2 separate regions of the Lactuca sativa genome follow, and region 1 is linked to region 2. Evidence: chromatin contacts called from public Hi-C data. All regions are on one chromosome and are shown on one strand. Each heading gives the region's core, a stretch centred on a gene start, on an enhancer-like site or on the middle of the called end of the contact. The rest is flanking DNA. Distances are from core to core; before and after follow the strand shown. Region 1 holds the start of LOC111912386 (pentatricopeptide repeat-containing protein At1g62350). Region 2 holds the start of LOC111912387.

Region 1 (6,598 bases), core at 4,023-6,522, 170 kb before region 2:
GATGTTCAAAGTCTTTAGATTTTCAAATAATTCTTTCTCCAGAAATATATATTGATTGTAATTCAAGCTTAATTCAAGAAGGTACCATCTAAAATATTTTATCGTTGTATTGTTTTTATTTCTCCATGATAATTTCATTTCGAGTTATTCTAACTATTAATTCTACAAGATTTGAAATTTTTGTTAAAATAGTACTCGTTTTTAATAATTAAATTAATCAAATTCATGCTTAAATCATTTAATTATGTCTAACAAAATTTTGATGAATTGTATTCCTAATAGAAATATTCTCTTAAAAATACAGCAAATCCAAGAATCTATAAATAACTCTGAACAAAATCTTATAGATTCTTATAAACCTACTGATCTATGTACAATTTTAAACAATAATCATATTCATGATGCTAGATGGCTCATAAGAGAAAGTATTAAAATTCGTTACAAATATATACGTTATCTAAAAACAAAACTATTTGTTTTCTAAAATTACTATTGATGGTTACACACACACACGCTAACATTAAAATGGTATCCGAAAAAAACCTCTTAAATCCGTATTTGAAAAATTCAAACCCAAACCGTCAATTATTGATTTGGTTTCAGTTTTTCGATTTTGGTTCGGTTTTTGCTCATCAATACTATGGAAGGGGTTCACTATTATATTTGATGTGATGAATGAGTTTTCATGTAGGATTGGAACGGGTTTTCATAAATTTTTAGTTTTCTATTATATTTTATATTTGCTTTAGGAAATAAAAAGAATTTGTCAAATTGGCAAAAATGATTAAAAACTAGGCTCATGTTGATTATGCATAAAGACTATGTTTAATAGACTATGAAAAACTAAAACAATTGATACTAAAAAATTAGTTGCTAACTAATAAAATAGTTGATAAAAATAACATTTAGCTACAAACCAATTGAAATATGTAAAATGATACATAAAAATTGAGCTTTTTTATAATTAATAAAAAATATTTGAACTTTGTTTACAGAGATAATAAACGATAGGTTATAACTTATAAGGTACTTTTTATTTGCCAATAACCTAAAAATATTTGAAAAAAATAATAATTTATAAACTTGTACCGTGTCAAACATACCCAACATAATTACATATTTTGGGTTTGAAATTTTATTTCAAACAACCAACTTAAATATTCAAAAAGAAAAAGGATATAATCCATTTCAAGGTTCATAGATTCTGGCGTAAGATTTGGAATTTAGGATTATATTATATGGTTTCTTTTGTGCCAAAATTAACATAGAGGATTCAATTTCGCTAAATGTCTTTAAATTTCATTTTGATGGACTTCCGGAATGGTGAAATCCATTAAGGGTCATAATTATTGACGCAACCCATGCGATATAAATCCGACACGAAAATAAACCAATTTGAATTGAGGTTTCTAGTCCGTCAACATGCCAACCTGCAAACCGGCCAAATAAACTCGGAGCGGTTCACCATTTGATGAAGACACAAAGACATTCTGCCTTGCATTTGCAAGCGTTGTTGCATAACCTAAAATTTTAGAAAATTTGAACCCAAAACATGTGTTGTGTGCTCTTAATCAAATTACACATCACTATTACATAAATAATATTTGGGTTCACGGGTCAACTCGTTAATCCAAATCTGACCTACAAACTCACAAACTCAAATATATAAAAAGGTTAGATGGATCGTGTCCGGGTTAACGTATCTAATCTGTCAAACCGCGACACGAATAATTATATGGGTCATGTACGAGTTAATGCATTTTGATCTGTCATTCTGTCAACTCGAACCCGACACTTTTACCACCCCTATAATTGATCAATCTGTTCTTCATTAAATAACATTGTTTCTATATATTGAAAAGTTGCATAACATAGTAACAATATAAAAGTAGTATTTAAATATAAATAATTTTGTTTTTAAAAAGTATTTAATTTTTATAATCAAATTAAATTCTATTTCCTACCATCCTTAAGGATGCTAGAGCATAATTCTTTTTAGATTTCAATTTTTTGTTCAGTCAGATGGAATGGAAATGGATTAATATTACAAACAAATACAATGTGGTGTATAATTGTAATTCAAATCTTTACACTATTTAACTATAGTTATTAAAGAAAAATTGCAAACATAACAAAATGGGAATGTAAAAATAAAATATCATTTTAGCTATTTTAAGAAAATAAAATGTTAATCACATTTTTTTAAACAGATTTAAGCCATCAAAAAATACCTATACAAAAAAAATTATATTTGCAATTTTTCATTACATTCCATGATGGAATGAAAAAAAAAAACAATTAAGTTATGAAAATTGAATAACATTCATTAAAAAATGGTCCATTCCATTCTATCAAACAAAACAAAAAACTATTTTTACATTCCAATGGAATCAAAATCAACCATTCCATTCCTTACCGGATTCCATCATACCACACTACCAAACACTTCTCAAATTCATCAATAAACTTTCATTATAATTATTTTTATCAAAATCAAGAAACCACATTACCTATATTAGTTGGAATCAGAACACTCTTCAAACAAACCTTCGGGTGGATCATAAATAATCATACCCGGAAAAAGTTCCAAAAAATCATCCTTCACCTTTTCTCTCAATTCCGGATACGGTAAAAGCCCTTTCAAGATCACGCGATAAGGCAATGACAACGGAGGGTCCGCAGCTTTTCTCATTTCCTCATATATAAACATTGCCTCTAATGGCAATCTACTATCTAAAAAAGCCCTAATAATATCCCCAAATGTATGTTGATCAAAGTGTACCTCTTCTTTCTTTAAATCTCCCCATACTTTTTTCACTTCTTCCACTTTTTTATTTCTTGCTAGCATCATAAGCATGTCACGATAAAAAAACATATCTGGTCTATACCATATCTCTTTTCGCACCACTTCGTATAACTGCGTAATGAAAACCATCCAAATCCAACGAAATTAGGTTTCTAATGCTATTCTATTCTTTGCACAAAATGAGAGAACCCACCTATCAAAAGATTGTAATTTTTGTCCCATATAAATCCCATTCCTACCTTTTTGAGTGATGTTAATTGGACAAAAGCAATTTTGTCCCACCCAAAAAGGTAGGATTGGAACTGATGTGAATGGGACAAAGTTTCTTTGTCCCATTCACATCAGTTCCAATCCTACCTTTTTGCCAATTTTGTCCCATTCACATTAGTTTCAATCCTAACTTTTTGGGTGGGACAAAAATAATGTAACTTTTTGGATAAGACAAAAATATATTTTTTAATTGGAAAAAATTTCTTTTCTCCTATTGACATCAATCCCAATCCTATCTCTTTGGGTGGGACATATTTTTGTCCCATTAACATCAATCCCACTCCTACCTTTTCGGGTGGGACAAAAAAAAATTGTCTCATTGTCATCAGTATAAGTTCATCTTTTTCGGATAGGAATTATTTTTTGTCCCATGAACATTAATCTAATGCATGTCAAATGCATACAACTTATATGTTATGTCATGTCCAACGTAACAAAAGAAGCCCTACCAGATGTGCGAAAGGGTATTATCGGAAATACAACAATGCAATACAAGAACAAAAGGAAGGTAATATAGAGAATGGAAGGAAAACAAACCTTCATGGAGAGAAATACAAGGTCTTGTCTTTGGAATTCAAAAAGAACAGAAACAAGATCAGATTTGAGAAGGCGAGAGACATGGGACTTGATAAAGTGGTCAAGTCTGAGAGGACTTGATTGAAGTCTCTTGAGTTCTTTTGCAATGATCAAACCTTCTTTCCCCAATTCCTTCTTTCGTCTCCATATTGATAAACTAGGGCTTGATGAGGATGAAGAGGTTGAGATTGAGATTGTATTTTGGTGATTGAAATAAATGGGAGTTGATATGGTGTTGAGATTTGAGAGCAAAGTTCTTCGTAGAATGGTTCGAGTGTAATTGAGCATATTGGATCTCCAATTGTTACTTGGAATTGGATCTAAACAATTAATTAAAGAGATTGAATATAATTCAAGACAATCATATGAGGAAAAGGATTAAATTAGTTAGGGGTTAAATGCAAGAAACTGAAAGAACGATGTTGTAATAGAAAGAAATGGAGGTGGAATACTATAATACACAGTATGTTGCTGTTTTTATGCATTTTTTCATTAATATTTATTCAACTAATGACAAAAAAAAAGGGAACCAACATGACTAAGCAAAAAAGAACTAGCTTCCTAATTATAAAGAAACGATGTAAAAGGATATATATCTCATGCCATGTATCAATTAGAATTAACACTTTGACTCAAAAGTCAACATAACTACTTGAAAGTTCAACAAGTATGTGAACAATATTCTTACTCAGATGTACACTATGTACTTAATTAATAATCTTGATGTTAAATACATAAAGAGAAAGTATAAAGGGTATCTTCCCCAATTTTCAAACTTTAAGCAAAAAAACCACCGATATGGAGATAGAGGGAGCGGTAATTAACGTAATATCCAAAGCAAATCAAGTGAATGGACTCGTGAAGAAGATGCTGCATTTTTTTTATAGATACAATTCCAATTGTTTTAGTTCACAGAAATACTTTGAAAAGACAACCATATGAATTATAAATTCCTAATTAGAATAAACCAAATGTAATAAAAGTGAACAACCTTCAGCAGGGCAGGAGCTGAAAAAGAGGTATAAGGGCATCGAGGTTATGCGAATAGCATTTGAATTGAGAAAACCTAATCCTAAACACAGAATCAGAAATCCTAATCACTAATCAGAGTTATCAGTTATCACATACCTGTTGCTGTTGGGCGTTGGCGTGTCTGTCGAGTGGTTCGAACTACGAACTCGGAGGTCACAAATCAGAAAGTTTTTAAAGGCTAAGGACACCGTTGAGACTTGACTACTTGAGAATGTCGAATTAGAGAGGAGAGGAATCACTAAAACCAAGCATCACAACCACACCGATAAAATTGATAGTTTGCGATGATTTCAGTAGATACTCTTGAGCTTCCAATTCTAGAAGATGAAACCATTGATAAGCGATAACACACAAAAACCAGGCAAACTTTATTTGAAAGAGGACGCAGGTAAAAAGGCTGGCTGAAGAATTAGACCATCGGGTAGCAGCACGTAGGTGGCGTGTGACGATGGCTGCGACCTGGACGCATAACACCGCCCCAAGTCGGTTGGTGGTGGCGTGGGCTGTGGGGTAGAGATACGATCCGGTCCACTACTCTACCTGATCCTACCCACGATTCAGACCCTAACGTGAGAGTCCAACGGCCCAAACACAAGATTAATGTGTTGTGATAATCTATGCATTAATGCATAGTCGGTCGGCTAAAAAATAAAAAATTAAAAAAAAAAAAAAAAAAAAGCGACGGGTTGTATTTCAACTTATTTCAAACATGTCTATCTAATAAAAATGTTGGTATACTTCAATATCTAATCCCTGTTTCTATTTCTAATCTCTTTTGCATTTGTATTTTTTCTATGATTGATAATTCATATCCAAATGTTTATTTGAATCTCGGAGACTCTCAAGCTTTTCGGAGTTCTCCATATTATGAAAACCCTTTGTTTTATCTAGATCCAAATCAAGTTTCTATCATAGAAAATCTCCAAACATCACCAAATACCGAAAAACAACTATGAGGCAATAAATGGGATGTTGCAGAAAATATCGCTTTAATGTCAACATGGTGTTTTGTTAGTGAGGGAGGATAAACAACGTGAAAAAAAAAAAAAACAGAAAAATCATCATTGTGTGAACAAATAAAGGGATTGTATAATGTCACTCATGCTAAAATTTCAAAAAAACTTAATAGCAGGAATGAAGATTAGATGTGAGATCGTTTTAAACGAATTAGCGAAAATGACCAAAAGTGGGTTGGTGTATTTTATAAAGCATGGTGCCGAAAAAGAAATGGAATGAGTCAGCAAGATGTTGAAAATGAAGCTTATAAACTTTATGATGCAAGTAGCAGTAAGTTTAACAATATTATTGTATTTAATGAAATTATGTGTAAACATGATAAATGAGCTTTAGAGTTACGCCTTGTTCCCGAGTTCCACTTAAGGAGGGATATGGATGGATATGGAGGGAAAGTGAGGGATATTGAAGGAAAATCGTGTTCCCGAGTTTTATTAATGGAAGAAAAGTGAGGGAGCGAAAGGATTTTGGAGTCATTTTCCTTCTAAATTTTCATCCCAATTTGGGCGGATTTGGGAATAAAGTGAAAGGTAGGAAAACTTTAAGTTTTATTTGTTGGAATAGTGTCTAAGTCCGTAACTATATTTGGTATGTACTTGACCCGGTTGTGCATGGTCCTTTTGGGTTGCTTTCTCCAAAGCAACTTGACAAGGTAATTTAAGGAGAAAGAGAGAATATTATGGTTTATTAATATATTATAAGAATAATATATTAAAGGAGAAATCATATTTATTTAATTAGTATTGGTCATAAATTAATTAGGAATTAAATTGGTGACTAAAAGAGATTAATTAAATAAAGGGGTATAAACTGTCAAATGTGTGATAGTTAAGTTTTGGGTTAAGGAAGCCTAATGGACTTAAGGGAGAACGAAATTATGATGGGGGTCCATCATATTTT
Region 2 (7,130 bases), core at 4,277-6,776:
ATGGGCCTTAGTTTTGGATCATACTAGGCTAGGGGTAGAATGGTCATTTTACCTCATGCATGGATTGAGGATTTTGGTACGGGACCCAGTTGCTAATTCGGGTATATTGATCGGTATTGATAGATCAGGAAGTGGATAGGGTAGCAGCTAAGGATTTCATTCGGTAAGCGTCTACATTCGAGGTGAGTTATCCTCACTATACTAAGGGGTCTAAGGCACCAAGGCCGGCCCATTGGATATGATATCCTAGCAGTTGGTAGTATGTTGAGTATGAGTCAGTGTTGCATGTTAGTTGATATGCCAATTAGGTAGATCTGTAGGACTACCTGTGTTATTATGTGATTATCTATATGCGGATTATTTGTGTTATATATCGACATGTTATGTGGGATGGGTTGAGGTGATACTGCTTCGTGCGGTAACCAACAAACCCGGGAGCATTCCAGATATGAGCTATGGGCTAGGTGGGGGATGCCAGACTCGTACTGTGGGCTCGGGAGCCTTCCAAATACGACCCAAGGGAGACTCGTACTGTGGGCTCGGTGGCAATCCAGATGTGATTTGTGGTCCCGTAAGGCAATCTAGACTCACACTATGGGCCCAAGGGTAATCTAGTTTGTAAAGTTGTGGACCCAGTACATGCTGTTATTGGTATATGTGTTATGTGCAGTGTATCGGTATTTTGGGGGAACTCACTAAGCCTCGGGCTTACAGTTTCAGTTTGTTGTTTCAGGTACATCAGGGGATCGCAGCAAGACAAAGGCATGATCATACAACTCCTCACATTTATGTTTATGTTTCTAGGATACTCTGATATTATAAATTTTGAAAACAAGTTCTGTAATGATTAATGGTTTTGAAATGTTTTTTTTAAGTTTAAACTCGGCGTGATTTTTTTGGGTGTTATAAGTTGGTATCAGAGCCTTGGTTTGAGTGAATTAGAGGAAACACTTGCGTGTCTCCAGTCTCAAACTGAGGACAAGATTTTAAAACGATTTTCTTAAAATGTTTTCAAAATAATAAAGGAGGATGCAAGTGTACGATCAGACGAAGCTAGTAAGTAGACTCCAAAATACCATACAGTTATTTGATATTGTGATATGTTAGAACAACATGCTAGTACTAAGATAGGGATCCTCAAGAATCGTATGATAGAATTGCCTGATCTTTGATGCCTTATCTTATGTAGAGTACCCCATTGATTGTTTTATGACTCTTTCGTGTGTGAACTAACTATTGGGTGAATACTCCAAGTCACATGTTACATGGGTTAAATGGTCTTAGGGTAAGGGATTTGGTCCTGCTGAATAGTTATCGTTTGAGTCCAACCGTTATAGGATTAAATCTTTTAGCCTAAGATTGTTTAAGCCGTGCTGCATGTGATTGTATTCACGCAATAGTTAACTGACACCAATGGAGGGTCGTGTGGCAGTTGGTGGTAGGGTGGGTTGTGCAAGGCTGGTAGTTCTATTTATTTATGAGCTTTCAGTGCCGAACTTCATAACCCCATGTGCAACATCGTCTTTAACATCTATAACCATATGAGATTTCAAAAGAATACCAAAAAGGGCATTTGACCTGATAGGAACCTGAAGTTGTCCTGAATAATGTGAATGTTGTTTATCACTGTGACCCAAGTCCAGTTTGCTCTGGCCACACATTTCTAAACATGATATAGAAAAGAATAAATTTAAGCATCCATAGTTTATAAGAGATTCCTATCATTACTCACATGGTTTATTACTTCTGATCATACTTTATGAGTGATCCTTTGATCCATTCATGGCTTCAGGTTATTTTTTATTCTCATAATAGTGTTCACCGGATGTTCCTAGTATAATTTTTTCATCAAGATTGCTCCTACCCCAACTCCACCACTTCATGTTTACCCTGTTATGAAAAAGGTTAAAAATTAGCAAACGAACCAAAACTCTAAAAGGACCAAAATTGCAAATGAATATGAAACAAAAAAATAAGGGGAAAATACAATGAATATTCTAATCATACTATCCAATTAGATTCAAATCACTATTTACTTCTAGCTGAATATTGACCTCGCATCCTCATCCCAATTGTTGCAAAATGTAAAAAAAATCCAACTAATTAGATTGATAAAACATAAAAATGGAACATCCCCATAATGCTTTTTGACATGTTTTATGTGTTTATGGTAAAAAAGAATAAGATGAGAGAAATAAGGGTTGAAAGTTACCTTTCCTATCATTTCTAGTGTCATTCTTCTAGTGTCATTTTTGGACCTGGAGAACAAATCTACTACCTAGGCAAAGACAAAACGGCGAATATCATAAACCAGAATACAATTTACAAAAATTTGGTACCATAATTAAATGTCATACTAAAAGAAACATGGTTTTTAAATAGCTAATTATAAGGACAAACCGGCTGCAATTGCTATGAGCTCTAGTTGTTAATGTTTATAATCAAATAATCATATTAATCATAAAAGAAGATCAAATATAAATTAATAAAATTCCAATTCTTAGACTGAAGCGACAATTAAAAAATCAAGAATGGGATTTACCAATTTCACTTGCCTGGTGTCAATCTTCAAGAGAAGAAGAGCCATATAGTCTCTCTGGTGGGCTAATGGTTAATTTGGGTGAGTAGAAGAGGCGGGTGAGGAAGTGAGAAAATAGAAAGGAAGCTATTCTGAGATAGAGGAAAAATATTAGGGTTCGTTGATGGAGAAGGAGGTTTTCTACCATTCCAAGAACCACCATATCCACAAGAAGATCCAAAAAAAATCAATTTTGTTTGAAATCAAAGGGTGCCTAGGTCAAAAATGGTACCTGGAAGTGAAGCAATGAAAACACTTTGTTGAAATATCTGCAACAACGAAAATCCAAGCATGCTTTTGTTACAAAATAAACCAAAAAATCAAAAAACAATTTGAGTATATGTTTAAATATGGGAGACATAAACAAAATCTTGAAACTCTACCATTTGATGTGTAGCAACTAATAACTCCAACACAATTTTGTGAGGTGAATTGTCCGGTGGTGGTGAGTGGTTCAGTGGGTGGCCGTGTCGGTTCATTCTTTTTGAAATTTTAACTGTTAAACTAAAAACACATAGTAAACAGATTTTATATGCACACACCTGATTTTTATGCACAATGAATAAAGGAAAACAAAAAAGGAAACACATACATGATTTATTTCTTCTCTAAACTGGGATTTTAGGCTTGTTTATGAAGAGTGGTGGTGTTTTTATTTTGGAAGAGTGATGGTGCCATCACTTCTGTCATCATACCCACCACCAAAACCACCTTAAACCGCCATCATCACAACCCGTATTAATCATCACCAACCACTACATTGAAAACCACAACCCATTACAGCCTCTTTAAACCACCGATACCACATCCATGAACCTCCCCTTGCAATTCTGAAAGAGAGAGAGGGAGAGGGAGAGGGAGAGAGAGAGAGAGAGAAAGAGAGAAAGAGCATCTAGATTTTGTCAATGCAAGCAACAGAGAGGACGATAGAGTTAAGAAGTCGCATATAGATTTGGTTCTTTGTTTTCTTCATCATCTCGATGAATCGACTGTTTATGGAAGACATGCAATCGGTAAAGTGAAAAGAGAGTTATGGAATATGTGATTGAGAAAGTGTAAGCCTCTAAAACCTTAGACAAAAAAAAAGAAACAAGGTCATTAGAAAATATGAAACTTTTAGTTCTCAAATTATAAACAAAAAAGAACTTTAACTAACCTTTGTTCACTTAGAGATATATATAGTTAGCTGCAGTATCTCTAGGGTTCTGTTGAAGCAACAACAAAGAATGAGGAAGGGTGCAATAAAGAAATAATAACAGTTCTAGGGTTAGGACGTGGTGGTGATTGATTTCTAGAAAGCACAAAAAGATGTAATAAAAAATGAAAAGCGAACCTGATCAGGCTTTTTTTTATTTATTTTTATTTATTATTTTTTTTATGGAAGCAACAGGCAATGGATAGGGAGTGGTGAAGGATTTCTTAGTATGCTTGTGACCGAAATGAGAAAGAGGGTTCTATATAAAGTGTATTTAGTGTTGAACGATTCAATCAGTAATCGGCTGAAGATAAGGATGACCGATTCAACTTTTGACCGGTTCATTTGACATTCATTTACTTTGAGATGAGATATATAAGGATAAAAGTGTGACTGGGACTCAAATCCCCTATTTCAAGGAACATATTGGGAACAAATCTTCATTTTGACCGATTCAGTTTGATTCACATTAGTTAGGTGGAGATTTTAAGGGATATAAGTGAGACTACGTATTCAAGGTTTGACTAATAAGATTCAATGCATAAATTCATTGTACAACTTGCATTTAATTTTGTACCTCTTAAAATTCAACATTTGATGCTAAATGCTTATTAAGATATATATATATATATATATATATATATATATATATATATCGAGAATTGGAATGAGAAAAACGTATAAGGAAGGGGAAAAACAATGAAGAATGACTTTGGTAGGAGTTTTGACCTTTTAGCAGAATGACTTTTTGGGAAACTCGTCCCTATCGTGCTCACAGCCCGACCGACCTTCCAGCGGTAGTTGAATTTATCCCATTCCATGGTCAAAGACTTGGTTGGATGCGTGAGCTACTCCACGAGGAGGGGTACCGTACATAGCAGTTCCATCTAATACTTATAAGTTAAGAAGATGAAGTTACCTTCGATTTTTTTGCACATCCACACACCCATACATACATACATACATGCATATATATATATATATATATATATATATATATATATATATATATATATATAATTGGATGAGAAAAACATACAAGGAAGGGGAAAAACAGTGAATAATGACTTTTCTAGGAGTTATGACCTTTCATTAGGTTGACCTTTTGGGAATCCTGTCCTCACCGTGCTCATGGCCTGGCTGACCTTCCAGCGATGGTGGAATTTATCCCGTTCAATGGTCAAAGACTTGGTTGGATGCAAGATGTACTCCACGAGGAGCTGTAGTACAACACATAACAGTTCCATCTGAAATATTTGATATAATTCTACCATTTCTACTATGAATAATCGATTTCATTGATGTAGCTTCTTCTAGTTAATGAGGACGACAATGTACTTCATGAGTTGGAATTTATTGATTGGAATGACTTGTTTCACATCCATACCGTTTGGACTTGTTGACACATCACCTTGAAATCGATTCTACCCAGTATTAACGATTAAGGTAGGACAAAAAAAACTTCAATGAATGACTGAAACGAGACATAAAAAAACACTTACCGAATTAAAATGGTACAAAATTAATAGTTTTATAGAGTATTTTTCAAATGTAAATAATAAATATATTATGCTTTTCATTTTATGTTGACAAATGATGTTTATCCAGTTGGTGTTCCGTGGCTTCGTTAGGTTTGGCGACTTTTCTTGGGCCCGTGTATAGACCAAACCGGTCCAAAAACGTGAGTCGGTCAAAAAAATAAAAAGGATAAAAATGATTTGTGATATAAAAGAGAGACTCGGCAAACGCCGCTTGTTATGATATCCACATCCTCAACCCTCTTGTCAGGGCGCTGCCCTCTCTCTCCTCTTTTTCTCCCCTCTCTTTGGAATCCGAATAATTCCTGAAGAATCTCATCAATTTCTTCTTCCTTTTTCTACCTACTCATCTATCCTTTCATCGAACACTTTTTCATACTTGCAGTTTTACATTCTATCGCCATGGATGCAGTCATTGAGATCGATGGCCAACAACAGCTCATCAACGCCGTTCCAGATCTATCGATCCATGACCAGGTACCCTACTATTATCGATATATATATGGATTGGTGTTGATTGTTAATGTAATTGTATGTTCTAGGGTTTTGTTTTTTTATGTGAATATGATTTTGTTGGGATGTTTGGTTTTTCGTTTTCAAGTTAATCGATCTAGGGTTGTGATCCTGGGCAGGAGGAGAAGAACGAAGTGGTTTCTAGTAACGAAGAGACTCTGCATCCGAAAACTTCATTATCTGATGAAGATCATCACGGGGTTTGTGCAATTTGTTTGAATCAGATCGCGTTACAGGAAACCGCCCTCGTAAAAGGTTGCGAGCATGCCTACTGGTTTGTTTCTCTACAATCACAAATGCCCATTTCATATAATATATCAGCGGTTTAATTCTCGATTCGCATACACTGACATATAATATATCAATTAAACACCAAGAAATGGTTGCAGTTGAATCTTTTCAGAGATAATAATAATATTACCTTTTAACTAGTTCAAGAACCAGTTTTTTGTGCCACTTTTATTAGAGAATAACAATTTACTACATCACCTTAATGGATTCTTGAATCCTATGCGCATCTGTACTGTTGGAGATAATGTTTTGGTTTATAGTATGCTTTAGAAGACACTACAGCATAAGGATTATTGTATATAATTAAAGTGATTGTATCTAATCGCTGCTTATCAAGGTATATAATTATGTGACCATAAGGAATTAAAATATGTGTTAGATTTTCTTTTTCAAATAGATAAGACAGTGTTATGTAATACGATCTCAACAGTGTTACACCTAAATCCTACTTTTTGTATGAAAGTACAAGTTATAAAATTGTGACAAGATTATAACTTATAAGGACAAGATTTATTACACGAAGGTATTTAAAGAAAAAAAAATGAAATGTTACATTTTGTAATGAGAACGCAAACAAATATGTGAATTGTGATTCATCTGAAATACATGTGTGCTTAAAATCTAAATGATTATATGATGTGACATGCTAAAATGCTAATAAAATAAACTCGTAACCCAAATCATCTTTTTATATATAGTGTGATTTGCATCCTCCGATGGGCCACATATAAAAAGGAACCAACTTGCCCACAATGCAAGAACCCATTCGAGTTCCTCAATATCCATCGTTCTCTTGATGGCAGGTATTGAAATATTTTCCCAATTAAGAATAAAAGAAATACATAATTTTTTTCTTAAAAAGTACAATGTTGTAATAAAAAGAAATGAACAGCATCCATGACTACATGTTTGAGGAAAGTGTTTGCCTCCTCTTAAGAGCCTCATGGTTCCACCCTCTACACATCGAACCCCATGAAGAACCCGAAGATCATCATCACATCACACAAGACTTCTT

The links. A called contact is a pair of places that touch in the nucleus more often than the background predicts.
Region 1: a Hi-C map of leaf shows a contact between it and region 2, with 9 times the contacts expected there. The contact joins the promoter of LOC111912386 here to the promoter of LOC111912387 in region 2. A contact is called at or near these places in 2 of 4 Hi-C or Micro-C datasets (both in leaf).

The regions. Positions count from the first base shown.
Region 1 is chr2:79,894,088-79,900,685 of Lsat_Salinas_v11, reverse strand. It overlaps LOC111912386 (pentatricopeptide repeat-containing protein At1g62350), which reads right to left and starts at 5,272. Exons shown (of 4, transcript XM_023908122.3): 1 at 4,781-5,272; 2 at 3,614-3,972; 3 at 2,511-2,917; 4 at 1,539-1,806. The coding sequence starts at 3,940. The coding sequence ends at 2,516.
Region 2 is chr2:79,725,541-79,732,670 of Lsat_Salinas_v11, reverse strand. It overlaps LOC111912387, which reads left to right and starts at 5,526. Exons shown (of 4, transcript XM_023908123.3): 1 at 5,526-5,788; 2 at 5,944-6,098; 3 at 6,814-6,918; 4 at 7,008-7,130. The coding sequence starts at 5,714.